Linked DNA regions of Mus musculus: all the other regions are linked to region 7. Evidence: chromatin contacts called from public HiCAR-type, capture Hi-C and promoter capture Hi-C data. All regions are on one chromosome and are shown on one strand. Each heading gives the region's core, a stretch centred on a gene start, on an enhancer-like site or on the middle of the called end of the contact. The rest is flanking DNA. Distances are from core to core; before and after follow the strand shown.

Region 1 (3,675 bases), core at 878-3,377, 2.3 Mb after region 7:
ACTGGCCTGTGGGCATCTTTGTGGGAGATTGTCTTAGTTGTTAATTGCAACAATGTTAAGGCCACCCACACCATTCCCTAGGCAGGGGGTCCTGACCTACTTGAGAGTCTGTTAGAAGCCAACAAGCAGTATCTTCCATGGCGTATTCTACACTTCTTTGGCAATAAAGTTAGTTCCTTGGTTGGAGGTAACGCTGTGTGGGATAGCAAGCAGTCCTGCCTTCAAATTCCTATCTTGACTTCCCGCAGTGATGGACTGTGGCTTGCATTTGTACCTAATTAAACACTTCCCTTTCCTACGTTGCTTTTTGAGAGCGTATTTATCACAGCAACAGAAATGAAAGGCCACAGGGGCTTCCTAGTAGGCTGGTAGCTGTGGTTGGTGGGCAGCATTTCTGGGAACAATCCCCCAAATATTTCAGGAACAAAACACTACCCATGCGTGTGGTGCACACCCACGATCCCGACACTGAGGAGATGGAGGCTGGAAGATCAGCTCTTCAAAGTTATCTTCAGCTTTATAGCAAGTTCAAGCCCAGCCATGAACAAAAACAAAATAGTCACCCTGAGCATAAAGTATAGATCCAATGCTCAGAGAGACTTGTTCTTCAGTACAATGCCTGAGTGTGGCACAGACCCAGGATTCCAACCACAGCCTGTGCATGCTAGGCAAGCACTCTACCGAGTGAGCCACATTCCTAGCCCCCTTGTTTTGTTTCCTGAGATAGCATCTTATTATGTACCCCTGGCAGACCTTGAATTCCTGGCAGTCTTGTCTCAGCCTCTTAAGTTTATAGGTGTGTACCTCCACACCTGGCAAGGCATTTATATTAATATTTGATTATGTGGTGTTAAACAAAATATATCATTCAAATCTACGTCATCTATTTTTAACTCCTTTGAATGTTGCCACTTGGACATTTACAGATCTCCTTTGATGCTCTAGCTATATTTCTGTAGGACAAAATTGGGATAAATCCAGTGTCCTCATTCAGAAAGATGAGCCAACACAGCTGCAGTCCCTATTCCTGTCTCTGTCTATCAGGAGAACTGTGGCCATTGCTTTCTGAAAAACTGAGAGGAGCAAGAAGCCTACAACTGTACCTGAGACCAGCACAAACAGGCTGAGGACCAAGAAGAAGAGAAGGGAGGCTATCGGGCAAGAACGCAGGGAAGTTGTAGGCTCCATAGGTCTTCAGGACAGAGTCACCTAGGTCACGTGTGGACAGAAAACCTAGAAGTACAGAGGATAAATCACCCACGGTTCTCATGTACATGACACCTTTTTGTCCCTATGCTGGTCTCATGAGCACTCAGACTTCTGCCTTAGATGGACTCTTGCCCTATGGAACTGGTTATACCTTAATAGTTGGATTCACCAAACATTCTATTAAACAAACAACATAAGCACCAGGCAGGCAGTTTTCTGTTGTCTTAGGCTCAGTTGTCTTTCCAGAGTCCAGTTTCTTCAGCTGTCATTTGATATTCCTCCCCCTCCCTCCTCCTCTTTCTTTCTTCTTGGGCTTTCCTCCTCCTCCTCCTCCCCCACTCCCTCCTCTTCCTCCTCCTTCCCTTGTTCTCTCTCTCCAGCCCCTTCCCTCTTCCTCAACCTCCGGGTCTTTCTCCTACTTCTCTACCCAGTTCTTCCTCCTCTTTCCTCCTTCCCTCGTCCCAAGCCTTCTTTCCTTCCTCCTCCCCTCCCCCCTCGCCTTCCCTGTACTCCCTCCTCCTGGTGAACCTCAGGTAAAACTAGGTAGGTGAGACTACCCCCCCCCCCCCAGGTATTCTTTCCAGAGTCAAAGATCTGGCTTTTCCCTCCCAGCAGCCTGTGTTGTGACACCCTACCCCCACCCCCTATTCCTACAGCCCCTGCTAGGACTCAGAGCGCTCCCCATCCCCTCCCCTACCTTCTAGAATTAACTGCGTTTTCTTTTCTTCTCTGACCCTCAAATGCTGATTATCTTGCCTTTTCTCTACTCTCCAACTTGTCGCTGAGCACAGTCGCCACCAGAGAACAAACTGCTACAGTAGAGAGGAAAGAATTTTCTGTTCTCCATTACTTGCAAAGTGCTGGGACTCGCGACAGCAGACCTCGGAGGACCCATTCCGCGTGCAAGTCTCACAATTTCCACTAAGCAGTTCAGAGCCCGGGATTGGCCTGCCTTAAGTCATCAGCCAATAGTATTCCTATGTCTAGCAGTCACTTGTTACTAGGTAGCATACACAGAAACAATCCTTTCTCCCTCCTGTCTTCCTTTCCCTTGTGCCCCTTTCTTCCCTTCCCTCTTATTGCTTCCCTTTCATGCGCTCCTTTCTTCCCTTCTTCTTCCCACTTGAGAGGTCCTAGAGTTGGGCTTGGTGTCCAGAGGCCTCATCCCTGTGTGTTGAAGTGTGTGTGAAGAAGGGAGTAAGGGAGCCAGATGCAATCCGGGTGTGCTGACTCACACCTTTAATCCCAGCACTCAAACTCTTGGATTAACTCTTTTGGGACAGGGTCTTACTAGCCATGGCTGATGTCAAACTCACAGGCCTGTCTCTACCTCTGCATGCTGGAATTAAAGGCATGGAATTAAAGTCACGCCTAGCTTGATTAACTCTTAAGGGAGTAGACAGTGCTAAGACTTTGTTCTTTAGTTTTAAAAAGTCTCCCATGGGCTGGAGCTATACTCAGTGGTTAAAACTACTTAGTGCTTTTCCAGAGGCCAGTTCAAGGCCAGCCTGGTCTACAGAGTGAGTTCCAGGACTGCCAGGGCTACACAGAGAAACTCTATCTCAAAATCCGAAAAAGGAAAAGGTGTTGGTGGAGAGCAAGACTCAGACTGAGCAGTAGAAATGGGTTACACTTGCTATGATCTCAGTAACGACCTCACTCCCTTCAGACCATGTATTGGTCTGCTGTCTCAATTCTGTTTCTTCTCCCTTGGAGTAGACTACCCTTGGCTGGTTTTTCAGCAGTCTGTCACGATCTATGAGGATTCTTTTGATTGTCTTCAGAGACCTAAGAGTCATCAAGAGGCAAAACTCTTTTCAGTTAGAAGCAGCCAGATCAAGTTGATGCCTATTTCCTAAATGGTTGTAAGGTATCTAGTGTGGTCACAGCAAGCTTAGAGGTCACTGAATCTCCCTGTCTCATAAACAACAGCTCTTAAAAACAGGAATTAAAACAGGACTTTGATGACTGTTTTTTAAAAAGGGCATTTGAATGGTGTCTCTGGCCCTTGTTGAACCTGACATTTTGAACTTCTAGAAGGATCATGTATGTTTGAGCAGAGGCTTTCTTTTTAAATGATCTTATTTTATGTATTTTATATGTGTGAGTATGTGCCACATGTGTGAGGTTGTCTTGGCGGGGGGGGGGGGGGGGCAGAAAAGGACATGAAATCCCCTGCAACTCAGTTGCACTCAATGCTGTGGGTGCTGGGAGTAAAACCCCCGGGCCTCTGGAAAAGCACTAAGTAGTTTTAACCACTGAGTATAGCTCCAGCCCATGGGAGACTTTTTAAAACTAAAGAACAAAGTCTTAGCACTGTCTACTCCCTTAAGAGTTAATCAAGCTAGGCGTGACTTTAATTCCATGCCTTTAATTCCAGCATGCAGAGGTAGAGACAGGCCTGTGAGTTTGACATCAGCCATGGCTAGTAAGACCCTGTCCCAAAAGAGCTAATCCAAGAATGCC
Region 2 (4,138 bases), core at 1,222-3,721, 2.6 Mb after region 7:
ATCTTTTATGATTATCATTAGAATATATTCCAATGCATAGTTTCAATTTTTCTGAGCTATATATTGTTTTTTAATAAAAATTTTAAATAACTCAAACAAGCTTCTGAAATTACATCTTACTTAGCATCACTTAATTGCATAGACTCTGCTCAGTTTATAAATTATCACCATGTACTTAAAAATCTTTTAAGGATTTGTTGTTGTTTTTGTTCTTAGGAAGTAGTATGGTCTAATATCCCCCTATTCTCTCTATAGAGCAGGAAAAACAAAAACAAAACACAAATAAACTGATTTTCAAATTTTGCTAAAATAATATTGATCTTCCTTTAGTGTTCTACTATACCTTCCTCTCTGCACTCCACTTGGAATAAAAACACTTTTTTAAAAAATTGGGTCTTTCTTTATGGTAACTTATAGCTTTGTATTATATAACTTGTAAGTTATATAAAAAAAAATATGTTTTTGCCAAATCCATCCTAAAGCCCAGGTGGAGGGTCTAACTGTGAAGTTTTACCTTGCTATATATATGTAATTAAACAGATAGTATGCATTTGAGATCTATAGTAAACATGATTTCTATCCTCCAGGAACTGCACACAGAATGATATCAGGCACATGATAATGTTTACAGCTAGTACTCTTGAAGAAAACAGTTTTGTTATGGATATTTGTATGAAAGTTCAAGGCTCTTAAAGACAACTTGGAAGTCAAGTTTTAAGATCTGCTGTTTAGATTACAAGTTTTAACAATAAAAATCATACACAGTGGCACAAACCTGCTACTTAGCTGAGGAGACTGAGGCCAGAGAATTGCAACTTCCATCTAGGGTTACATAGCAAGGATCTTTCAGGGAAAAAGGAAGAAGGGGAAGAGAAGTGGGAGGAGGAGGAAAAGAAGTGGGGGGAGGAGGAGGAGGAAGAAGGAGAAGATGGACTAGAAATAGAAAATGGAAAGAAAAAGAGCACAGAAAGACAGAAGTTAGCAGTGGGCCTTACAGTGTTGACTGGGAGAGGCAACTTCCGAGTATTCAGAGTGTCTTAGTAAAATTAAACATATGCAAAATAAGTGAATGGAAATTCATAAACTGAGCTGTAGCATGGCTGCATTGTGATTGTTAATTCACCTTGGGAAATGGACCAACAGTTCTTAAATCTTCACCCATGAAATACAAAACAAGATCTGTCACTATACTTCATTACATGCTGTAATAAAATGTAATCCTTATACACATTTGGTGATACTGATAGTGTGTTGGAAATAATAACCTGATAAGGAAATACTTCTAGGAAGAGTATTAAAATAGTGTTTATTTGGGGTTTCTATTGCTGTGATAAAACACTACTATCAAAAGCAACTCAGGCAGGAAAGGGTTTATTAGGCTTACAGTTCTGCATCACTGTTCATCACTGAAGGAGGTGAGGAATAGGAAATCAATCAGGGAAGGAACCTGGAGGCAGGAGCTGGTTGCAAAGGCCATGGAAAGGTGCTGCTTACAGACTTGCTCTATGTTGACCCTCCCCCCAGCCTGTTTTCCTGTAGAACACAGGCCCACCAGCCCAGGAACCGCACCACCTACAATGTGCAGGACCCTTCCCTCATAAGGCACTAATTAAGAAATCCTCTACTGATTTGTCTACAGATTCATTTTATGGAGGAATTTTTTCAAATGAGGTTCCTCCTGTATGATGGCTCTAGTTTGTGTCAAGTTGGAATAAAACTATCCAGCACAAATAGTAACAGGTAAAAATATTTATGTAGTACTTCTTTGAAACAATCTCTTCTAATGTAGTACCCAAGCAAACAAACTGTGGGCACCATTATCAGACAAGTTTTATAAGTATAAAGGGGGAACAGGAAAATGACCAGTTCCAATATCTCTGAATTCATTACTTTGAACGAGAGCATACACTGTGTAGGGGTGGCAAAATAGAATACAAGCATCATGCAGTTTTCCCGCTCTAATAAAAAATATAGCAATCCAAACCAGCAATGAATGGATTCCAGACAGGGAATAGCCAAGTGCATCTATATGACTAGGCAAAGGGGCTTGACCTATGTTGACAAGTAGAATTTTAATAAATTCTACTTATACCGATTCTATTTCAATTTCTATTAAAAAAATTCTCTTGTAATTTATTTTTAAAAGTATCTTTCACATTTGAATTTTTAGGTTTTAAGAAACAATAATCACATGGTCTTTTGGCACCTGTTGAATTTTTTAAAAAGATGTTTTAAACCTAAATACTTTACAGGGGTATTTGTTTTAATCCTCCAGGTACTGGTCCATAAAAATGTAACTCCTTGCTAAAATCCTTATAGAACAATATAACATATAATAAAAGCAGTATACTCAAATCTGGGGAAACCTGAGAGACTCCATGTCTGCATGTGCCCTATACAGTACTCCAGAGTCACCGCCCTGAAATGGGCTGAGCAAAAGAAGCCTTTGGTCCCCGCCCACTTGAAGTTCTCAACCAGGTCCGATAAGAGCCTATAATAACACAGCGAATTCTTAGTTCACCAGCTTCCTACTGAAAGCTTGTAAGAATTTAACTATGTCTGGTCGCGGCAAGGGAGGAAAAGGCCTGGGCAAAGGTGGCGCTAAGCGCCATCGCAAAGTGCTGCGCGACAACATCCAGGGCATCACCAAGCCCGCCATCCGCCGCCTGGCCCGGCGCGGGGGAGTGAAGCGCATCTCCGGCCTCATCTACGAGGAGACCCGCGGTGTGCTGAAGGTGTTCCTGGAGAACGTGATCCGCGACGCCGTCACCTACACGGAGCACGCCAAGCGCAAGACCGTCACCGCCATGGACGTGGTCTACGCGCTCAAGCGCCAGGGCCGCACCCTCTACGGATTCGGGGGTTAAGGGACTAAAGCGATTTTCTTAACTGTTACAAAAGGTCCTTTTCAGGACCACTCACTGAATTCCTTAAAAAGCTGTGCATTTTGCTCCCTCACCCTTCCCCCACACTGGCAGCGGCCCTCACTAATAGCTTCAGCTTTAACTCAGGCTGTGGATAGTCAGCATAGTTGAGATTCCCCACCCCCACCCCTCCAGGCTGAATTTGTGCACAAAGTACAGCCTCACCTTGTACAAATTGTTAAAAGTAGGACACTTCAAGGCTCTTTTCTCAGGATTGGTTCAAGGACGGTTAAACAGTCTTGAAAACCTGGAATTTTGGGGAAAGGTGTTAGAACCTCTAGGTTCAACGACTCATTACCACCGCCTGAAAATAACCTTGGGTAGGTGAACAAAGGTAACCATCCAGATGAGAATTTACTAAAGAAACAGGCTCATCGGGTCCTGGAGGTAAAAACAATTGAGTAAAGAGTGAAGCTTTGATACACATGATGTTTTCTTGACCAGCCCTTTCAAACAGTTCATTAAAACAAATATTGACATAAAATCTACATCGTATTAATTACTACAGGTAATGCCAGGATAATATAAAATGTAAGGATGTGTAATACAGGTTATTTTGTATATACCACTGACACCATGTACAGGGCTTCAACATTTTCATATAGTGGTATGGGTCTTTAATTCTGTTCCCATGAATTTTGACAGTCGACTAAATAGTGAAACTAAATGAGATTAATGGCATAAAACACAATGTAGTGTAACATTTGTAGCGTGAAGAAACAAACTGATTTACATCCAAAACGAAGTTTTAGCCAACACACTACACACTGACCAACAGCTGTCATCCCAGTACTCCAGAAATGGATGCAGAAGTCAGCATATGTTCTGTGCCATTCAGAGACTCAGAAATGATAGTATATGCCAGTATGTGTTATATACTCTTAGTTCTTGGACCCTTTCATCAGCCCTAGAACTGCATCTTGTTAACAATGGAACACTAAAAAAAATACACAATTGTTGTTAATAGCACAGGGTAGAACTATTCAGGCATTTGTGATTAACTCTCTTTTCTGTAGCCTCTTTGTTAAAACACTTTTCTTCCTGCTATAACGCATAGGTACTGTAAAATAGTTTATGTTCAAATATAACTCCATGGCCTGCTTGAGATGCTAGAACCAACCATCTTGCTGCAGTGTCAAAATCTATAACAGTGTCTGCTTCTTGCCACTCAACATCCCAGCAGAATTAGAATTTTGCTCAAGTAATTCTGAGTT
Region 3 (3,814 bases), core at 1,137-3,636, 2.4 Mb after region 7:
GGGTTAAATAGCACAGTGGATTCCTCTCCCCCACCCAAGGAACTCAAAGGTCACTTAAGGGAAACTAAGTTCAGGCTGTGAAGTGTGACATGACATCAGCTCAGCATATTCCTTCCTGCTGCCTAGTAAGTACCCCAGTGAAGCAGCCATATCCCAATTGCATTGACCTTGCCCTGAAACTTGTTGAGCACAGTTTCAGTTATCTAGACTGTAGATGGGGATGTATTTGCACATTGGAGAATGGGCTTTTCTAAAAAATCGAGGACTTAGAATACTCCTCAAGTATGCAAGATGCTATTTAGCTTCCACACACAGTTAAAAGGTGTTACAGAGGGGAGAGAGAAGTGGGAGGGGGGTTTTTAAATATTTAAAGGCTCCCATTTTAGAAAATGAACTTAATACATACTCTTTTGTACTTGGATGTGAGTTCCAAGTTGCCAGTATCTTCATGTAATGTCAACAGAAAGGGATATAAAATTGATAGCTCTAATTTTTATAGATATTTTGAGCACATTTGTCTTAAATTTGTCTTCTTCCCCATCTATTATGATTGTTTTCCTGTTACTTATTATTTCAGCCTAAAGTTGCCTTCTTCTCTTTATATATTTCTTTTCTTGCTACCTATTTATTAGCCCTATTATTTTCCTTCTGAAACAGTGCTTGGTTTCTTCATGTAGCCATAGCTGTCCTGGAACTTGCTCTGTAGATAGTCCTTAATTTCAGAGATCTACCTGCTTCTGCCTCCCAGGTACTCGGATTAAAGGCATGGACCACCACAACCAGGTTGATTTTTATTTTATACAACCACCCTTTCCTGTAGATTTGAAAGTCTCTAGGTATTAGAATACCCAAGAATGTGTCTCCCTGTAGAATACCTCATGAGGCTGTAATCTCTCACCTGTTACTATAGTAATGGTGTGCATTTGTGTGTATGTGTGTATATTTGCTTATCTAACACAAAATTGAGAGAAGAGGACGAAGCCATAAGTTTCACTGTTCTCACACCTCTTAGGGATTTTTATCGCCTGTTTTTAATCTCTACAAAATAGTACAAGCCTTACTACAGAGAATAATCTGCTGTTTTTCAGGATGTAATTATATTTTGGAGTTAAGACCAAAACCACATTTGTGATATTAGCCTCCACAGTCATGAGTGGGAATGAGTGAAGCTTCTTATGGTTTCAAGTTTGTAGTCCCATGGTTGATCCCTTTTCCAGAAACTTTATTCTTGCTGCAGTTATCATAATGATAACTGACTATGAAATGTTTAAGTCCTTTGGTGGATACCACCTGCTAATTCTTTTGTTTGTGACAGACTATATTATATATGTAATATATGTAATGAGGTCAGCAGCTATCATGGAAATTAAAAAACAGATTTTCTTTCACATTCTGCTTGTTTTTAATAATGAAATTCAAATCATTTTAAAACTGGAAATATGCAGAAAACTGTTGTGATAAGTGTTGGCAAGGGGAAACAGCTGCATAACACAGGTCCTGAAACACGGCATATAACACAGCTGTAAACTTTGTACTCTAAACACGGAGTGAGTTGCTAAGTCAGGTTATATCTCACTGTTCTTCAGCTCCCAGTTGCTAAACTTCTGTTCCTTCTTGACCTAGGTATCTTTTTTCTGTACATGTGATAGTTGGTGTACATTTCTCTATCAAATCTGAAAAATATGTGCTTTCAGCTTTTGATCTACAATAGGGATGGCACAGACTCATCACGTCTCCAGAAAATGGCTAAATCACTAAAACAGGAAAACCGAAGGGGAATTACACACTGGTATCTCAAATATCATTAAAAAATCCAATCGATATTTTCTACAATAATCATTCCCCCGGTATGCACTGCTTTCCCATCTAGTGCCAATTCCTACAGCTTGGTGCAGATAGCCCTGGAAGCTTGTGTTGTTGCTTTCTCGAAAAACTCAAATTTCCCTATGTATTTCCGTGAAAACAAGTTATTTCATAGAGTCCTGAAATGATAAGAATGTGAGGAACCATGTCCTGAAACAAAAGTTTGCTAATGACCGCGAGAGAAGTAGTATTTTTAAGGAAAACCTTAAAGTTGTCCCAATTTTCGTCAAGTTTGAAAGAGAGTTGGGGCAATCAGAGAAGTTTCAGGGTGCCGATTTTGAACATAGGTGCACAAATTAAGGCAAGAATGTAGCCTACAGGCTCTCGGATCAGTTTCCCCCAAGTCCCTAATTATTTCGTGCCCATATTTTTTATATTTTTATACTTTTTTGAGGGGCAACAAACACAGCCACAAGGCAAAGCTGAAGATCCTTTCTCTGGCAACGCGGCGCACGGCGCACGGCGCAGGGAACCAATCACCACGCAGCTTCTCTCTATATAAACCCAGAGCCTGCAGCACTGGGAACAACCTTCTCTGACTGTTTGTGCTTACTTTTTGCTTTACTAGTAAAGCTTAGAACATGTCCGAGACCGCTCCCGCGGCGCCTGCTGCCCCTGCACCTGTGGAGAAGACACCTGTGAAGAAGAAGGCGAAGAAGACCGGCGCCGCTGCTGGGAAGCGCAAGGCGTCCGGACCCCCGGTGTCCGAGCTCATCACCAAGGCTGTGGCCGCCTCCAAGGAGCGCAGCGGCGTGTCCCTGGCTGCGCTCAAGAAGGCGCTGGCGGCCGCGGGGTACGATGTGGAGAAGAACAACAGCCGCATCAAGCTCGGGCTGAAGAGCCTGGTGAGCAAGGGTACCCTGGTGCAGACCAAGGGCACCGGCGCCTCCGGCTCCTTCAAACTCAACAAGAAGGCGGCTTCCGGTGAGGCTAAGCCCAAGGCTAAGAAGGCAGGCGCGGCCAAGGCCAAGAAGCCTGCGGGAGCAGCCAAGAAGCCTAAGAAGGCGACTGGTGCTGCCACACCCAAAAAGACGGCCAAGAAGACTCCGAAGAAGGCGAAGAAGCCTGCGGCGGCTGCCGGCGCCAAGAAAGTTTCCAAGAGTCCCAAGAAGGTGAAGGCTGCTAAGCCCAAGAAGGCAGCAAAGAGTCCAGCCAAGGCCAAGGCTCCCAAGGCTAAGGCTTCCAAGCCTAAAGCTTCTAAGCCGAAGGCCACCAAGGCAAAGAAGGCTGCCCCTCGCAAGAAGTAGAGTGGTGCGTCCTGCTTTGAAAATCTCAAACGGCTCTTTTCAGAGCCACCCACAACCTCATTCAAAAGAGCTGAGCCTTTTTCTGGTTTTCTCATGGTATGTCCGCTGACTCTGGCTATGTGTTCCGAAGCAGATCAATTCTGTGCACTTTGTTATGGGTACATTTAGGAGCATCTATAAACTCTAGTTGAGCGATAGATTGTATCATTTTCAGCTCTAGCTGGACTTCTGGCCGGCAGTTTTTTGCTTCTGTGTGTGCTCCACACACGTGTTCATATTCCAAGAGTTTGGCGGGAAGTCCTTTCTAATGTCGCCTAGGCGTGATAAGGCATTAGGGGGGTTCTCTAGGAAGCTACTCTCACAATAGTGGCTACAGGCTGGAGCCTCTGTTTTAAGTTTTCCAATCCGGCTACACAAGGTGGTTTTGAGAATTAACCAATCAAGCCGTACTTTCAGTCATGGGTGTTGCACCAATCAGAGATTGTGATATTAAGATTTACATTTACGTACTGGGACGCTGGCGTTTTTTCTCTGTCCCCGCCCCTTTGTTCACTTCAGAGCTCTGGAATTCCGTCCTAAGAATTTTTAATTGTGTTTTCCGAGAAATTGAAAGCGCTCCTATTTCCTCCAAACTTAGCCACCTTCGCAGTTTTTAGGCACTGATCACATTGCCACTATAAGTGTGGAAGCTTTTTTAATACCCT
Region 4 (4,159 bases), core at 569-3,068, 2.4 Mb after region 7:
TTGGTAACAGGCTTGGTGCTCTGCCAGCTTCCTGGGCAATGCAGGAGAATGGCAGTCTGGATCAACTGAGATATGACGGTTACTCGCTTTTTGTAATGCGGCACGATGCAGGCAATGTGCTTTAAAATGTAATTGATGCCCATGGCCTTGGATAAGATGCTCATGTTGGGGCTCACCTGCTTCAGCACGTTGTACACTTGCTAGAAGCTCTCCTTTCAGTAGCGTTTGCGCTCCTTGTCCTTCTGTTTGTTGATGGCAGCTTCTAAGAATCCTTCTGTGGGGCAGGCTCGGACTTCGCCAGCTCAGGGATTGTGTAAAATTTAACTCCCTCCCTTGGGCACACTAAACATTTGGTAAAATACCTACTCCGTCACCAGTTAACACCACATTCATTTACATTACGCAGTATTCAAATGAGGTTAATAAGATTTCTTTCAGGATTGGGTTAGTTTTAGTGTTTCGTCACGAACAGGAACGTAAACGACACTTGAAGGTCTACTGTCTCATTGGCTGTCTTGTCACTTCGCTTTCACCAATCGGGACGTACGAATTAAACTGCACAAATCTGCTATAGCTAACCTATTTAAGCACGATCGCTATCAAACATGGGGGAACACAGAAAAAAAAGTACTCTAGTTGGGTTTGTATGCTTGATTTCAGCAGTCAGAACTGAGATGAGATGCGGGTGGGGTTGTCAGGACATCGATCCTGCTCTTTACGCACTGAATCGCTCAATGCTTAAGATTCTATCTCTAAATCATTCTGCTATCTCCCTTAAAAGTTATCGACGTGGCAGCCGGGAGTAAACTACTTCATTCCCATGGTCTCTAAGGGTCACTTGTGGGATATGAACTTACCCACCACCACCACACATACAGGAGATTATGTACAGACCTTCAGATAGCTAAGCTAGAGTTAACACCATTGCGCACACCCACATATCCCCAGCCTCCTCTGCTAAGCTCAGCCCACTAAGGTTTGTTCCCACCCTAACCACACCCCCTGTGAATGTGCAACAGCTCTTTTACTGAGAGTTGTGGGTGGCTCTGAAAAGAGCCTTTGGGTTGTTGGGCTTCTAAGCAGTTGGCCAAAGAAAATTTACTTTTTCTTGGCTGCGGTTTTCTTTGGCTTAGCTGCCTTAGGCTTGGAGGTTTTTGGTTTGGCCGCTTTAGGCTTTACCGTTTTCGCCTTGGCAGGGCTCTTGGGCGCCTTCTTAGCCTTAGTTGCCTTTGCCTTCTTCGGGCTCTTAGCTTTTTTGGCTCCTGCAGCTGCAGCTGGCTTCTTCGCTTTCTTTGGAGTCTTCTTGGTGCTCTTCTTGGCGGTGGCTGTCCCCGCAGCCTTCTTGGGCTTCTTGGCTGCGCCCGCAGGCTTCTTCGCCTTGGCCGCGCCTGCCCTTTTTGCTTTGGGCTTAGCCTCACCGGAAGCCGCCTTCTTGTTGAGTTTGAAGGAGCCGGAGGCGCCGGTGCCCTTGGTCTGCACCAGGGTACCCTTGCTCACCAGGCTCTTCAGGCCGAGCTTGATGCGGCTGTTGTTCTTCTCCACATCGTACCCCGCGGCCGCCAGCGCCTTCTTGAGCGCAGCCAGGGACACGCCGCTGCGCTCCTTGGAGGCGGCCACAGCCTTGGTGATGAGTTCGGACACCGGGGGTCCGGAGGTTTTGCGCTTCGCGCCACCTGCGGCCTTGCGGGCCTTCTTCTTGACGGGTGTCTTCTCGGCGGGGGCCGGTGCGGCGGGCGCAGCAGGCGCGGTCTCGGACATGGCGAAGCGTGTGAGGAGAGAGAACTCGAGCCGGAAGCAGAGGGACTGGCCAGGACTCGGGCCGCGGCGCTGCGCCCGCCCGTTTATATAGGGCGGAGCTGCGCCGTGATTGGTGCGCTGTCCAGCCCGCCTCGCTGGCAGCCGCGGAGTGTCCTCTCAGATGCGGAGTTGTGTTTGTTACACCTCAAAAAAAGCCAAAAATGTCAAAATTCCCTACATCGAATTGCCCGATTTTTAAAAAATAATGTTCCCCGAAGTCTCGGGCTTCATGCACATCTCAAAAAGTGAGCAAAGCATTAAGCCTTCTGCCAAAAACTTGCAATATTTCCTGCGGTGTTCAGCAAATTTCAACTCAGAGAAACAAAACTTTCTATTTTCTTCGTAAATTATAAACTGATCTTGGACTGTACAGTTTTCTGACCCATCAAAGACGATTCTCCAAGTGGTTAGCTTCTTGTGTAGCCCAAAACCTTGCCTTTGGCATTATGATTTTTATTACAAATCTGCACTTAAGTGAAGGAAGTAACACAGGCTCCTCCGAGAGTCCTGCCTATTGAGCAGAGGGCATTTGAGTTCATCAAACTGGTTTAGTTCAATGCTTAACAGATTATTTACCATTTTGAGTTAAATTCTTCTCTCATAGGCCATGAGTCTATATATCTATGGTTTTATTTCTGCCGCTTCTCCTAAGTTTTAAAATAATTTCTTAGTATAATTCTTTTCTTTCTGTTCCCATGGGTTGGGGGCGGGGCTGTTGCTTTTCTATTTCTCTGGACAAACTACTCCTTTGGGTTGAGGTACCTCAAATTCAGAGTACTGGGGTCGGGGGAGAGTACAAAACATACTTATGGTGCAGACATAAAAATGACTAATTTCCAAGAAACATATAAATGCTGTTTTCAACGTCTTTGGAAATGAAGGTGGGATTTACTTTGAGGAATTTCTCTTGGGTCTTGCATAGTTCTTCTGACATGTTTTAGGACTAAATTGTAATGTGGTATATTAAAACTAGATAACTGAGCCATTGATCAAGAGAAACACACATGAGAAATATAGCTCAGAACATCTCTACTGCCTTCGTTACAGAATCCTAGCCCCGTTACTGAACAGCTGTTCTCCATATATGGCTACTCCTTATGGAAACATGGGAATAATGTTTCGTGGATCTCCTCAGGGTAAATGAGGGGTTAAGATTTAATCTTAGAATCATATTTGAGAAGACATTCAAACAGATTCAAAGACATGCCTTGAAGGTGTTAAATGGGTTGTTTTATTTATGTAGCTGTTCAACCAAGGTAACGACTAGGAGATCAATGATAATCCAGTGTCAGTAATTATTTCTGGGATGTTTGGTTGGAATTATATTCAGAAATTACAAGACTCCCACTACAGAGACAAGATACATTGTTATATTATAAAATAGTATATTATACAATAGTATAAGATACAATGTTTACAATAGTGTAAGATACAATGTTATGTTATACAATAGTATAATGTGATGGCTTTTGTTTTGTGATACAATTGTCTCTAACATCACATTATCAATTCTACTATCCTAAACCTCCACACACAAAAGCAATGCAAACAGAGGAACTCAGCAGTTCAACACAGTGTCCATGAGGCATTTTTAAGATCTTGTGGTATTATCTTTAATGATGAATTTTATATAAAAGTGATTCATATTATCAGTATTTCTATGCTATAATGTATATTTTCACCTTCATGTATTAACAAATGCAAACTTTGGTATTCATTAAAACTCTGAGCCAGAGCAGAGAAACTGTATGGGTGTTTGATATTGAAAAGTGGGGATTTAACCCCTTTTTGTTAATAACAAAAAAAAAAAAACTTCCTGCAAATGGTAGAACACATTAGTATTTGCTCTCCAATATCTTTTTTTTGGTTTCTTGTTTCTCATTGAGTTCAAGATGGGGGCAGGGATTAAACTCCCTGAATTTCGAGACAATTCGAGTCCTCTATGCTTTCCCCTTAAACTGCTTGCTTGGCAGAGAAGGCAATGAACCTTGCCTATCATTAAATCAGGTACTTTTTTTTTTTTTAAATAATGAGATAGGAACAATATAAAAAAAACTTTATTATTTTACATTAATCTGCTAGGCAAGTAAGCAATAGCAAAATTACACATGTATATGTGAATCTTCATTCTTGTATTTTAACTACAAATTACAAACTCTTCTACAGATGATTCTGACTAGTGAATCTCCATATGTCTAAAAATAGGAGTGTTAGAGTTTCTCATAACATGCTGTTACCCAGACATATCTGAGAGCCACTGCTCTCTAACTCTAACTGGGATGAAATGAGGCAAACGTACCCCTTGTCATGTGAGTATTTCTGTGGAAATACAGGCTTGCCTGTTCTAGTTTGCTTTCCTTTG
Region 5 (3,689 bases), core at 394-2,893, 2.4 Mb after region 7:
CAAAGCTGATTTAAGAGGAATATCTAGTTTTACACAGAGGTTATTGGCCCATGACCTTAAAAACATATCCCCATTATTAAAGACACAGACTTGATTTAATCTCTGTAAGGTTTCACATCTACCCCTAAGAGGACTAAAATTATGTTTGCTATTTATTTCTCTATAAAAAACCTGTAAGAATAATTGAAAGACAAAAATAGTCATTTCCAAACTCTTGGACATCTCTAATAGATCATTTTAAGGAACACAATTTCATTTCTACAAGCATGGAGTCCACTCCTCCCCCATCCCCATCCACCAACAAAAGCTTATATAGCTCAGCCTATCCTCAAACTCACTATGTTCCTGAGAATTATCTATACCTGACCTTCCTGCTTCAACCATCCTATGCAGTGCTGGAATTACAACAGTGCATTGCCACCAGCCCATTGTAGTCCCCAAGATCAAACCCAGGGTTTTTATATGCATCAAGCACTTCACCCAGTAAATATTCACATGCAGTTTTAATGTTTCTCTATGAATCTCCAGAAACTCAGAGTCTTTGAATTCTGTGGCGCTCTTCTTGAAGAGTGATTCTAAAACATTGCTTTGGGTCATCCACTCATTCACAGAGCAGAAGAAACTGTTCTTTTCCTTTCTAGAAGAGTAATGCAGATGTGGAAAACAATACAGCATGAGTATTTACTGTATTAGCATTTTATGGAAGTATTTGGTTAGATATTAGTGTGTGACTCTTCATTAGTACATGAAACCACCAAATCCTTTGACTAAGAACTGTCAGTGTGAGGTGGGGGTGCATGCATGATATTTTGAGGTACATATAACTATGATGTGCTAAGGATAATAGATTTTCTGTGCAATGTTTATTAACTAAAAAACATACATGCAAGAAATCCTGAGATTCAGTGAAAGCATAGTAAACATAAAGAGCAGCCCCTTTCCCCCATCCCTGTTCCCAGAGCTCCTGATGTCTATGTGTAATTCAAGCAGAAGGCCCACACCTTTGGGATGCATATCCTTTACATCTTCTAATCTTTCAGCGCTACAGTCCTGTAACATTTTGAGGTTTTACTTCCCCCTGGTCAGCCTGAATGCTAAAAAAAAAAAGTTCAGATTCTTAGGCATACGTACCTAAGTCAATAAAAAGTCTCAGAACAGGAAATAGTAAGTGTTCTTAAAATTGTACTTAAAACCTTGGATTCAGTGGTCCTAAACCTTCCTGATGCTGGGACCCTTTACTACAGCACCTCATGTTGTGGTTACCCTCACCCATAAAGTTATTTCACTGCTGCTTAACTGTAATTTTGATACTGTTATGAATTGTAATGTAAATATCTGAAATAATACGGGGGGTGTCCCGATTTATAGGTTCACGAGACTAATAACATTACTTTCTATTTGGTCTGATAAAAGACAAATTTCTTTTTTCACAATACATAAATTGTCACTCTTGAGGGCAATGTGTTGAATTTTCAACTGCTGGCTCTGCTCTTGTCTTAGGACCCGCCTTGTCTCCTCAGCCTTTTCATAGGATAAACGCCAGAAGGGCGGGAATTGACCATGGTTCACGCCCCCTTCCCTTCAGGTTTTCAAACAGGTCCGCATTGGTATTATAAAAGCCAGGAAGGCCGCTTGTTACAGTCACTGGCTAGTGAGCTTCCTTCCTAGTTTGCTAACATGTCTGGACGCGGGAAAGGCGGCAAGGGTCTTGGTAAGGGTGGTGCTAAGCGCCACCGCAAAGTTCTGCGCGACAACATCCAGGGCATCACCAAGCCCGCCATCCGCCGCCTGGCCCGGCGCGGAGGAGTGAAGCGCATCTCCGGCCTCATCTACGAGGAGACCCGTGGTGTGCTGAAGGTGTTCCTGGAGAACGTGATCCGCGACGCCGTCACCTACACGGAGCACGCCAAGCGCAAGACCGTCACCGCCATGGACGTTGTCTACGCGCTCAAGCGCCAGGGTCGCACCCTCTACGGATTCGGCGGCTAAACGTACTCATTTATTTTTCTTCACCCAAAAACCAAAGGCCCTTTTCAGGGCCACTACCTTCTCACTTAAAGGAGCTGCTCTTAGGTGGTTTTCTGGAATGGGGTGGGTGCTGGGACTGGCTCGATACATAGTATCTGTTTAGGCAGGTCCACCTGTCTATCTTCAGTATTGATAGCCTAAAAGCAGGCCTGTTGTCTCATTCTTTAATGCTGACATTCTCAGGAGAGGGCTGAGGGTCAGTCAAGATCCTTTTTTCCAAGTCCCTTAAGGTATAGATGCTATCCTGTCTCAAAACCAAACCCTCTAATCAATCCAGGCCTTGGAAACCTAGGAACACTGAATTATGTTCAAGTTTTCTAACCTGGAGCTTTCTACAATTTCTTCCCCTCCCTCCTTTCATTCTTTCCATGTATTCTGTGTAATAGCCCTGGCCTGGAACTTACTCTATACACCAGGCTCACAGATATCTTCCTACCTCTGCCTCCCACGTACTGGGATTAAAATCGTGGTCCACCACACCCAGCTTTCTCTAACTTCCTAATCTGTAAAATAAGCACCAGAGATTGACGTGTAAATCTTCTATCTATTCCTCAAGGAAAACTTCATATGGTCCAGGACTTCATTAACTTTCGTCAGCATTATCAGTTGTTCCCAAAGAGTCACCAGAGAAGAAACATCAGTGTCTGCTAAGAACTTAAAAAATTTTTTTTATTTGTGTTTATATATTTCTTACCTTTATATACACTTTAGGGACTAAACTCAGGCCACCAGGCACACGGAGCACATGCTTTAGCTGTCCCTCCAGCCCTTCCCTCCAAGAATTAAAAAAAAAAAAAAAAAAGACCCAGACCTTGTAGTCAATAAAAACTTGGGTAAATATCTTCAGTATTTAGCTTCAGACCCTGGGACAAGTTAACATATTTTACATATCAAAGCGGACCTGGTCTCCAGGTTCTCCCAGCTTCCCACAGTCCCTATCTGGCACACCCTGCCCCCAACCCTGAAATTTCTAGCCCAGGGGATGGGCTGCCCTTCCCCCAGAGGCTCTTCCTTATGTAATTCAGACATTTTGGTCTTTCTGCTTTTTCTTTCCTCCCACATTTCCCCTTCTCTTCTCTCCTGGTGTATACCCCTTCTCTCTTTCTTTCCTCCAACCTCTGCCCATGGTGACTTCCCTGGCCTTGGGGCCAGTGAATTCTTCTGAGAGCAGCTTCCCAATAAACCTGCCTTTAATATAATCCAATCTGGCTTGAATCAGCTTATTTAGCTGGAGGAGAAGTAACTTACCAATCGATATGTCCTTCAACAAGCTCAACAGTCAATACTCACATCCACTTTTCTTTTGTTTTTCTATCTATTTTAAAGTAGAATCTTCTCTGTAGGCTGGCCAAGCCTCAATAGGAAGCTTAGGTAGAGAAAATTTGCACACAACAGAAACTGGAGGTGTCATGGGGAATTTCAACCAGTGGGAAAAGATTGAAAAACAAAACAATAACCAGAGAGGAACTGTATGAGGGTGGGCTTTTTGTTTTGTTTTGTTTTTCAGACAGGGTTTCTCTTTGTAGCCCTGGCTGTCCTGGCAGGCTGTCCTGGAACTCAGAAATCTGTCTGCCTCTGCCTGCTAAGTGCTGAGATTAAAGGTGTGTGCCACCACTGCCTGGCATGAGGTTGGGCTTTATGGAGAGGTAGTGAGTACTACT
Region 6 (3,997 bases), core at 595-3,094, 2.5 Mb before region 7:
AATATCCATCTTCATCTGCTTGTAAACAATCATTCTTTCATAGGAGGAGGTAGGGAGAGCCACTGGACCCTTACCAGCCTCTCATCCCAATCTCTCATCACAGCCAGCCTCATGCAGCTTTGTACTGATTGTGTGTGCCTTCATAGTTTCTGTGAGAGGTTAGAGGACTTAGGCTAGGGGAAAACAAGGAAAAGAAAACCCATGTATTGTTATGGTTAAGTCTTCAGCCAGGGAGGGTAAAAACTTTCCATTGTGGTTGCTTTGGGGCCACTTGTGCTCCAGGCAGTAGCCCTTCACCCATGCTCTGTAAGCTCAATAAGCTCATTGGTTCCCCAGGGGAGCTTGATGGGTCTGAAGTTTGGTTTGTTATTGGTACCTTAGAAAGAAGGAGATAGATTGTCTAGGCACCTGCCAGTTAAAAAAAAATTCTCACAACAAGGTCTTTCAGTAGCTTGAAGTCCACCATGAGTGCTGTTTGGGCCTGAGTGGCTTAATAACATATATAAAATTCTGTTCGATCAGACATGACCTTGGACCCTTGGTTGTGGGTGTCCAAATTAGCTGCTTGGTGCGCAGACTGGAAGAGGGGCCTCAGGAAGAGCTGGAGGTTTATTAAGGCTCTTGGGAGAAGACAAGAGTCTGAAAGATGACATCGTCATGGCTTCCAGGTCATTGAAGACCATGAGTTGAGAAAGCAACATCTAGAGACTAAGGGAAATGCTGAGTACTAAGAATATGACTTCCTACTAGGCTACTGTCAGTGGGAATTACAGGGAACGAAAGGGCACTGAGGCATCTGCCACAGTCTGCCAACTGTGCTGCCCTCTGTGAGTTGCCAGCTGCTTAAGACAATAAACAGACAATGGCTATCAGTGGATAAGATGAGTGAATTCCCACAGAATAGGAAAGATAGTTTACTTTGTCCTGAAACATAGGATAGCTCAAGTTTTCTAAATGATGTTTTTCATATTACATTTACAAATTATTATCTGACATTGTATCTTGAAGATAGTCAATGTGAGTTACGAAGCAATTAAACAATAGAGATTTATAATTTTCTATATTCATATGTCAGTTGCTATTTTTTCTCTAACGGGGGACCAGATTTGATTCACAACAGCTATATGGCAGCTCTCAAATATATGTATCTGTAATTCCAGGGAATCTGATATGCTTTTCTGACATCTGAGGACACGAGGTTCCTAAGTGTGCACAGACATACATGCAGACAAAATATCTATACAATTCAATTTTAAATTAAAATGAAAGATGTCAATTTAATGTACCAAGATACTAAATCTTTGCAGGAATACACATTATTTTCTCACTTTCCACTGTAGACTTTTTTTTTTTTATATAAATAGTCACTATCACTTTAAAAAGTGAGTGGGCAGGCACAACAACATATCAGACTAAAGAACATTTGATATAGTAGTCTTAGACTTCGGAGAGGGATAGGTTCTAAACCTAGGCTTTTTAGGTAAGTTTAGTGAAATCTCCGAGTTACTATCCTTTCCCCTGTTAATGGCGGTAACAGGAGGGATCACAGGGAGGACTAAATGAGATAATTCATAATTTTACTGTAAACGGGAGCCTGAAATAGAAAATGAGATAATTCATAATTTTACTGTAAACGGGAGCCTGAAATAGAAAGAACTTAATGCTACAATAACAACAGAACGTAGACCAACAACAAAATAACAATTTAGCATTAATTATAGATATAGTGGTGTCTCTGTTGAGCAAAAATGAGAGCTGGCTAAGGAACCAGATTAGTGTGCGGGAAAAACTACATTTCCCAGTAGGCTGTGGCCCAGGGGCTGTTTTCTCCTATTTCCGGGTATGTCACATGACTCTCAGGCTGCGCTATGGCGGAAGCAGAGGAGCAGGTAAACGCTGGCAGAACTAGTTCGGGGCAGCCGGGAGCTGGAGACCCGAGCGAGGGGTTCTGGGACGCGGAGTGCCAGGAACGTGGCAGCTCTGACCGGGCGAGTTGGGGTGGCCCTTCTCCGCGCGGATAGCGCCTTGCACACCCGCTCTGTCCGAGCCGGCCTTGCCTGGGCTCAGCCCTTCTGGTTTATGTTAAATGGGATTTTTTGAAAAAGGCAAGTTAAGAGTAGACTGCTATGCAAGGCTTTAAGGATTATTCCCGTTGCTGGCAAGACGTAGATGGAAACGTCCAGCTATAGCTGAGAAGTGGCATTGAGGTGCTGAGTACAAATTATTGCCTTTTTTTCATACAGACGTTCTGATATAGGGCGAAGGACAAAATTAAATGAAACTAACAAAATAGAAGACTCAGGCTAAAACTCGGAAGAGATTCCTTAAGTATATGTATATATGTGTATGTGTGTATATGCATATACATATATGTATACACACACACACATAGAAGCATATATATGTATGTATCATCTACCATATTTCCCCCTCATATATTAAATGCCCTGCTTGCCAGTTTCTGTGATGTTCCTTAAGACATGCATGGTGATGCTCTGTTTACTGTCCTAAGAGACATTTACTAGTGGACTTTTTACTGTTCACATCTGTGCTTTATTTTGAGTGTGCCAAAAGTTACGGAATTTGACAAGGAAAAATTTGGGTTTTGTCATTACGTTAACAAGAGCCTCTTTACTATCATTTGTGCAAACTGTCTTTTGCAGTGCAGGTCCGAGGCAAAAGAGTTTTCCTTCCCAGCAGACCTTGCTTAGTTTGACTACTGCAAGGTGGCTTTTCACATTGAGCATTTTCATTTCACGTTGAAATACAGTTGTGGTTTTGTAGTAAAACAAACATCCAAGTTAAGTTTTTAGATTAGACCCAGTGTGATAGAAATATGGAGTAGCCCTTGTATTCCCACTCATGCAGAAGAGGAATTTGCCAAGGCTGTCTGATGTTAAAATGTAGAAAATCAGGCAGATAACCTGATTCACAGTTGTGCAGTGCTTTCGAGCTTAAAAAGATCCTCACACATGGCATTTGGTCCTTCTAAAAGAATTCTGTGAGGTAAATATTTATTCTGATATGGAAGTCATATACAGCCTCCATGTCCTAAATCCTCTTGTCCCAAACTGTGGTAAAACAGTGCCCATATTGTAATCACCCTAAAGGGCCTTGAGTATCCACCCCTTCCTCGGTTCTGTGACTCTGTAAGCCACTCTGTCTCATGCTGCCTTTCTTGCTATTCTGTAACCAGTCCAGGCCTGTACCCACGCAGGACCTTTGCTCACACTGCCCCTTTTCATGATCTCTGACGTCTACAAGGCCTTCTCCCTTACTGTCCTCAGGCCTCTGGGATGGTGTGCTTTCCGATTGTGGCTCATTCTTTGAAACCACCTTCTGATGTTCGTCTACATAATACTTATGATCTTAAGCTTTTTATTTCTCCTTGTATATTCTCACTTCTGCTTGCCACATGATAAATATTTATTCATTACTGATGGCTGATATTGGGATATTGCTTAATACTTAATATATTAAATGATTGAATTTTACAGAGAAATGAATTGAAATGCAGTCAGTTTGAACTGTCTCATGCTTACATCTATAATGTTTTAGTGTCATGTCTCCAAAGCTCACATTTTCTTCACACTACCTTGTGTCTTAAAATATGCTGAAGAACCTGTCTAAATTTTATATATGAATATGTGTGTGTATATATGTGTGTGTGTGTGTGTATATATGTATGTATGTGTATATATATATATAAAAACTTTATGATGTGGAATAGCCCTTATCATCTTCATGGTTTTCCATTTAGCCCTTATTCCTGCTGTAGTGTTTTCACAGCTGATGTACTTTTAGGAAATGCATTCTTCTCCATTGCTATCAGGGCAGCCTTGAGAAAGACCAGTAGTCTACTGCCTGTTGCAGAAAGAAGCAGACATTCATAAATTGTTTTATGAATTCATAAAAATTGCTATGTCAAAATATAAATAAATAATATTCATATCATTAGTTTAAACATGAGTAGGTTTTTCTTTTTCTTTTTTTTTTT
Region 7 (3,805 bases), core at 1,191-3,690:
TGTTAACTTTTTTTAAGTCTTTCATATATTAAGGATACTCATCCCCTATCAGATGACTAAACAATTCAGAATTCTTATTTTGTTCCCATAAGTGTATAAAGGTTAGCAACTATACTAGGTATTGTTACCATATGTGGTTTTCCCTGGTGTCATTCTCCACCAGCCCACCAGGATAAAGTGGGCAGAGCCGATGAACAGGGTTTCAAAAGGCTTGTGAATACAAACGGAAATGACAGTCCAGCATCAGATCAACTTTATTCAGGGGAACCAAGGGCTCTCTATCGTTGCAGAAGGAAGTAGGGATCTCCAGGGTGGACAAAGGTCACTGGCTGAAGGCTAGGTAGAGATGCCTCATTAGCCTAGGGAGGCATTCCAGGAATCTCAGGTGCTTGCTGGACAGGTTTTTACGTGGAGGAAGGAGAACCTGTAATCTCACCACTGCTACGTGCAGTTCTTCAGGTAGATGGTAAGGGGGAGGAGGGCATTTCTAAGCTCTCCAGACAAGGTCAGAGAAGAAGAAGCCCTGCTGACAAAGGGAGTCCACCATTTTGTACCAAGCTCAGTGGTTTTTGGTAATGTCAGATATCAACCTTAGCAGCAGGGTTTCTCTGACAACTATAGTTGATTAAAAAAAAATTCATAGCAGCAATTTCATTCATCTAACTACTGAATCATTTCCAAGTCATTTGCAAACAGATAAGGTATTGCAATAATTTAGGCCAAGGTGGAGGAACAAACACAAAAACTGCGTGGATGGGTCTGAGACGAGCACTTGCCTAGCTTAACGTCCTGGGTTCGAGCTCTAACACTGAAAACACTGGAAATGAGTAGGCAACTCAGCCATAAAGCTCATGACAAGCCTACTAAATTAGTGGAGAAAGAGAAAACAGTTATCGCTTGAGAAAGGAGGGAGCCTGTAGCAATCCTGGAAGGGGGAGCGCTTCCTTTCCCCTACTTCCTCCACCTTGCCCTACTTACCTGGCTTGTCCAGGCCATCTGCCTTGAGGTTAGGAAAGCAGAGACCGCATGAGCCCTGGATGACAAAGCTAAAATCCAGAGCCGCACTGATGACCTAAGAACACATATCTGCCACCTGCATTTTTCATAGTTCTACACCGGCTTGCAAAACTGAATTCTTCCTTCTGGAGTAAGACTGGCACTTTCAATTCCTTTCAACTTCAGTTTTGTAGCAGAGTAGACTACAGTGTAGCCTAGGACAAATATTCTACCATTTACTGGAAGTGTGCTGAGTTGTTTTGAGCCTGGAGTTTCAAAGAGCAGGTGGGGAGAATGGAGGTTTGGATGAGCGAGACTTGTTAAGTACCTCGGATTTCTTGTCCCATAGGGAAGAATCAAGCAGAATCCAGTGAAGTGATGGCCTGGATACAGAAATTCCCTGTTGCTCAAACACAAGGGCAGGCACGGAGTCAATCCCAAAGGAGAGTAGGAAAGGCCATGGCATAAGTGACAGCGCACAGAACTGAAAACCTATTCTGTGATAAGAAACCAGGCTACAAGACCTCCTCCGGTCATCACAGGACTCTCGATTGGGCAGAAACAAGCAAGTTTTAGGTTCTACTCAATGTCATTCGATGTACTGGGTGCTTCATTTAAACTAGCGGATAAAGATCTTTATGCTCAAGCTGTGGTTTGTTTGTTTGTTTGTTTGTTTGTTTAAAAAGGTGTAACTCCTTGATGGGGAAAATTCCTGAAAGCAATAGGGTATGGGAGCTCAAGGAGGGCACTGAACTAGATTGCTGGGAGTAAGAACTTATTAGAAGAGTTATTAACGTCATGGGCAGAAGGACAACACTACAGTGGACAATCAGAATTTTTGGCCCCAGCGCCGCAGGGCCCAGGCTGGAGGTGAGGGGTGGGGGTGGGGGTGGGGGTGGGGGAGTGTTCTGAGAATGAGGCCCACGTGGCAGAATCCGGGTTGTTTCTTCGAGGGTCTCATAGGAACCCACAGCCACGTAGGTTCCTCAGCAGGTGGCAGGGAAGACGAGAGAGAAGTGTGTCGCCAGGCAGCCCTTTGACACGTCGGGTCTGGCTACTCACTTGAGGAAGTGAGACACTGGGCACCTGAGGAGCCTGAGAAGAAGTTAGGGACTCACAAGCGGGCTCTCGGTGGGGTGGCTCCCTAGTAACGGTAGAGCTAGGGAGATGGGGGAGGACTTCATGGTCTGGTCAGCACTCTGGTCGGGATTCGATCGGTCCCCATTTCACACGAGAAGAAAATGAGGCTCGGAACGATAAACCGATTTACTTTAGGGTGGAGATAGAACTGGGCTTCTCCGTTTCTGCCCCTGAGAAAAGTTGCTGATGATTAAACCCTTTTCTAGCGATTGTTAACGCCTGGAGCTGGGTGTGTCACACTGGGAGGGGCCTAGCTGGTCTCCCCGCCCAGCTTTCCGGCATTTATGCAAAGCCATCTTACTTTTAAAGGAGCCGAGGCCTAGCCACTAAGAGGAAACTCAGCAGAAGACTACGGGCCCACAGACGCTTGGAGTGACCCGACGCCACTGCCAGGGGACACTCTGCTCCCACTGCACGCGACAGCCACGACCGACTCCCGGGCTGGGTGCCGGGGACCCAGGACTGTGCAGAGGAAACCCGCTTTCCCGCCCCGAGAGAGCAGAGCGGCGCGGGAAGCCAGGCCCCGCCCCCGGCCCACCTCTTCCGCTCGGCCCTGAGGAGTCTGCGCGGCCGCGGGACCCCTTCCGACGCGGCCACGTTGCCCGGTGAGCCAGCCCGCGGCGCCCGGTTCCCGACTCCCCTCGGCTCGGCTCTCAGCCGGGCTCCGGGGCCCAGGCCTCCTCCCCGTGCTGTCGGTGAGGAGCAGCTGTGCGGGGACGGGTCTGGCCGCCCGAGAGCTCCGCGCGCGTCTGCGATCCCCGCGCCGGAGGCCCCGCCCCGCTCCGGAGCCGAGAAGCGGAGCGAGCGCGCTGAGCTCCGACAGAGCTCGGCTCCGGGCTCATGCCCTGCGGCCCAGCCGGCCCGCGCCATGGCCTCCGGGAGCGTGGCCGAGTGCCTGCAGCAGGAGACCACCTGCCCCGTGTGCCTTCAGTACTTCGTGGAGCCTATGATGCTCGACTGCGGCCACAACATCTGTTGCGCGTGCCTGGCCCGCTGCTGGGGTGCCGCGGAGACTAACGTGTCGTGTCCGCAGTGCCGGGAGACCTTCCCGCAGCGCCACATGCGACCCAACCGGCACCTGGCCAACGTGACCCAGCTGGTGAAGCAGCTGCGCACCGAGCGGCCGTCGGGGCCCGGCGGCGAGATGGGCGTGTGCGAGAAGCACCGGGAGCCTCTGAAGCTGTACTGCGAGCAGGACCAGATGCCCATCTGCGTGGTGTGCGACCGCTCGCGCGAGCACCGCGGCCACAGCGTGCTGCCCCTGGAGGAGGCGGTGGAGGGCTTCAAGGTAGGGCCGGGCCGGCGGACAAAGGGGCGAGCCGGGGGCTTCCTGGTTTGATACCGAGAAAATGGCGAGCCGGACGTGGGGCCCACCGCCGTCATTTCCTCCCTGTCGGCTGCGGAGCCTCCGCACTCAGACTGGGAAGGAGAACCTGTAGCTGGCGAGGCCAGGAGCACCCCCACCCCCACCCCGAGCGCCCCTGCTAACCGCCTCTACGCGTGCCGCGACTGGGACGGCGCGAGGAGACCCTCCCTTGACAAAGGAGATGCACATGGAGCCAAGTACACTTCCATAGGCCTTGAACGCCTCGAACTCGCTCTGACCCAGGATACCAAGCCAGACAGTCACTGTTGGCTGGCTGAATTCACATCGAGCAGTGCCCATCAC

The links. Promoter capture Hi-C pulls out the DNA fragments that hold promoters and counts their contacts. HiCAR-type assays count read pairs that join an accessible place to other places. Capture Hi-C pulls out chosen DNA fragments and counts their contacts.
Region 1: a contact with region 7 is called in a promoter capture Hi-C map of hematopoietic stem and progenitor cells, with 8 times the contacts expected there. The contact joins the promoter of Btn2a2 here to the promoter of Trim27 in region 7. A contact is called at or near these places in 14 of 39 promoter capture datasets (the C10 cell line, cranial neural crest, embryonic stem cells and 8 more), 1 of 115 datasets of contacts at active chromatin or transcription factors (embryonic stem cells) and 2 of 9 other capture datasets (liver and macrophages).
Region 2: a contact with region 7 is called in a capture Hi-C map of macrophages, with 7 times the contacts expected there. The contact joins the promoter of H4c2 here to the promoter of Trim27 in region 7. A contact is called at or near these places in 11 of 39 promoter capture datasets (the 3T3-L1 cell line, the SN4741 cell line, cranial neural crest and 7 more), 36 of 484 Hi-C or Micro-C datasets (B cells, CD4 T cells, CD4 single positive thymocytes and 17 more), 7 of 115 datasets of contacts at active chromatin or transcription factors (astrocytes, cardiomyocytes, forebrain and 4 more) and 4 of 9 other capture datasets (adipose tissue, liver, macrophages and 1 more).
Region 3: a contact with region 7 is called in a promoter capture Hi-C map of neutrophils, with 7 times the contacts expected there. The contact joins the promoter of H1f3 here to the promoter of Trim27 in region 7. A contact is called at or near these places in 16 of 39 promoter capture datasets (the 3T3-L1 cell line, 3T3-L1-derived adipocytes, the HPC-7 cell line and 11 more), 1 of 484 Hi-C or Micro-C datasets (B cells), 6 of 115 datasets of contacts at active chromatin or transcription factors (embryonic forebrain, embryonic midbrain, embryonic stem cells and 3 more) and 2 of 9 other capture datasets (adipose tissue and macrophages).
Region 4: a contact with region 7 is called in a promoter capture Hi-C map of liver, with 12 times the contacts expected there. The contact joins the promoter of H1f4 here to the promoter of Trim27 in region 7. A contact is called at or near these places in 1 of 39 promoter capture datasets (erythroid cells), 1 of 484 Hi-C or Micro-C datasets (CD4 T cells), 2 of 115 datasets of contacts at active chromatin or transcription factors (astrocytes and fetal liver) and 2 of 9 other capture datasets (liver and macrophages).
Region 5: a contact with region 7 is called in a promoter capture Hi-C map of liver, with 7 times the contacts expected there. The contact joins the promoter of H4c4 here to the promoter of Trim27 in region 7. A contact is called at or near these places in 10 of 39 promoter capture datasets (the 3T3-L1 cell line, the HPC-7 cell line, the SN4741 cell line and 6 more), 1 of 15 datasets of contacts at CTCF or cohesin (thymocytes), 4 of 484 Hi-C or Micro-C datasets (CD4 T cells, CD8 T cells, pre-B cells and 1 more), 8 of 115 datasets of contacts at active chromatin or transcription factors (double positive thymocytes, embryonic hindbrain, forebrain and 5 more) and 4 of 9 other capture datasets (adipose tissue, liver, macrophages and 1 more).
Region 6: a HiCAR-type map of astrocytes shows a contact between it and region 7, with 4 times the contacts expected there. The contact joins the promoter of Vps41 here to the promoter of Trim27 in region 7. A contact is called at or near these places in 2 of 39 promoter capture datasets (liver and pre-B cells), 1 of 115 datasets of contacts at active chromatin or transcription factors (astrocytes) and 1 of 9 other capture datasets (adipose tissue).

What each region holds. Positions count from the first base shown.
Region 1 is chr13:23,486,730-23,490,404 of GRCm38.p6, forward strand. Btn2a2 (butyrophilin, subfamily 2, member A2) reads right to left here and starts at 2,128. Exons shown (of 8, transcript NM_175938.3): 1 at 1,907-2,128; 2 at 1,104-1,233. The coding sequence starts at 1,188.
Region 2 is chr13:23,754,466-23,758,603 of GRCm38.p6, forward strand. It overlaps H4c2 (H4 clustered histone 2), which reads left to right and starts at 2,472. Exons shown (of 1, transcript NM_178193.2): 1 at 2,472-2,921. The coding sequence starts at 2,556. The coding sequence ends at 2,867.
Region 3 is chr13:23,552,646-23,556,459 of GRCm38.p6, forward strand. It overlaps H1f3 (H1.3 linker histone, cluster member), which reads left to right and starts at 2,387. Exons shown (of 1, transcript NM_145713.4): 1 at 2,387-3,162. The coding sequence starts at 2,445. The coding sequence ends at 3,110.
Region 4 is chr13:23,620,740-23,624,898 of GRCm38.p6, forward strand. H1f4 (H1.4 linker histone, cluster member) reads right to left here and starts at 1,819. Exons shown (of 1, transcript NM_015787.4): 1 at 1,038-1,819. The coding sequence starts at 1,758. The coding sequence ends at 1,099. H2bc6 (H2B clustered histone 6) reads right to left here and starts at 355. Exons shown (of 2, transcript NM_001177653.1): 1 at 177-355.
Region 5 is chr13:23,579,925-23,583,613 of GRCm38.p6, forward strand. It overlaps H4c4 (H4 clustered histone 4), which reads left to right and starts at 1,644. Exons shown (of 1, transcript NM_175654.3): 1 at 1,644-2,045. The coding sequence starts at 1,678. The coding sequence ends at 1,989.
Region 6 is chr13:18,715,448-18,719,444 of GRCm38.p6, forward strand. It overlaps Vps41 (VPS41 HOPS complex subunit), which reads left to right and starts at 1,845. Exons shown (of 29, transcript NM_172120.4): 1 at 1,845-1,889. The coding sequence starts at 1,869.
Region 7 is chr13:21,177,491-21,181,295 of GRCm38.p6, forward strand. It overlaps Trim27 (tripartite motif-containing 27), which reads left to right and starts at 2,441. Exons shown (of 8, transcript NM_009054.3): 1 at 2,441-3,424. The coding sequence starts at 3,005.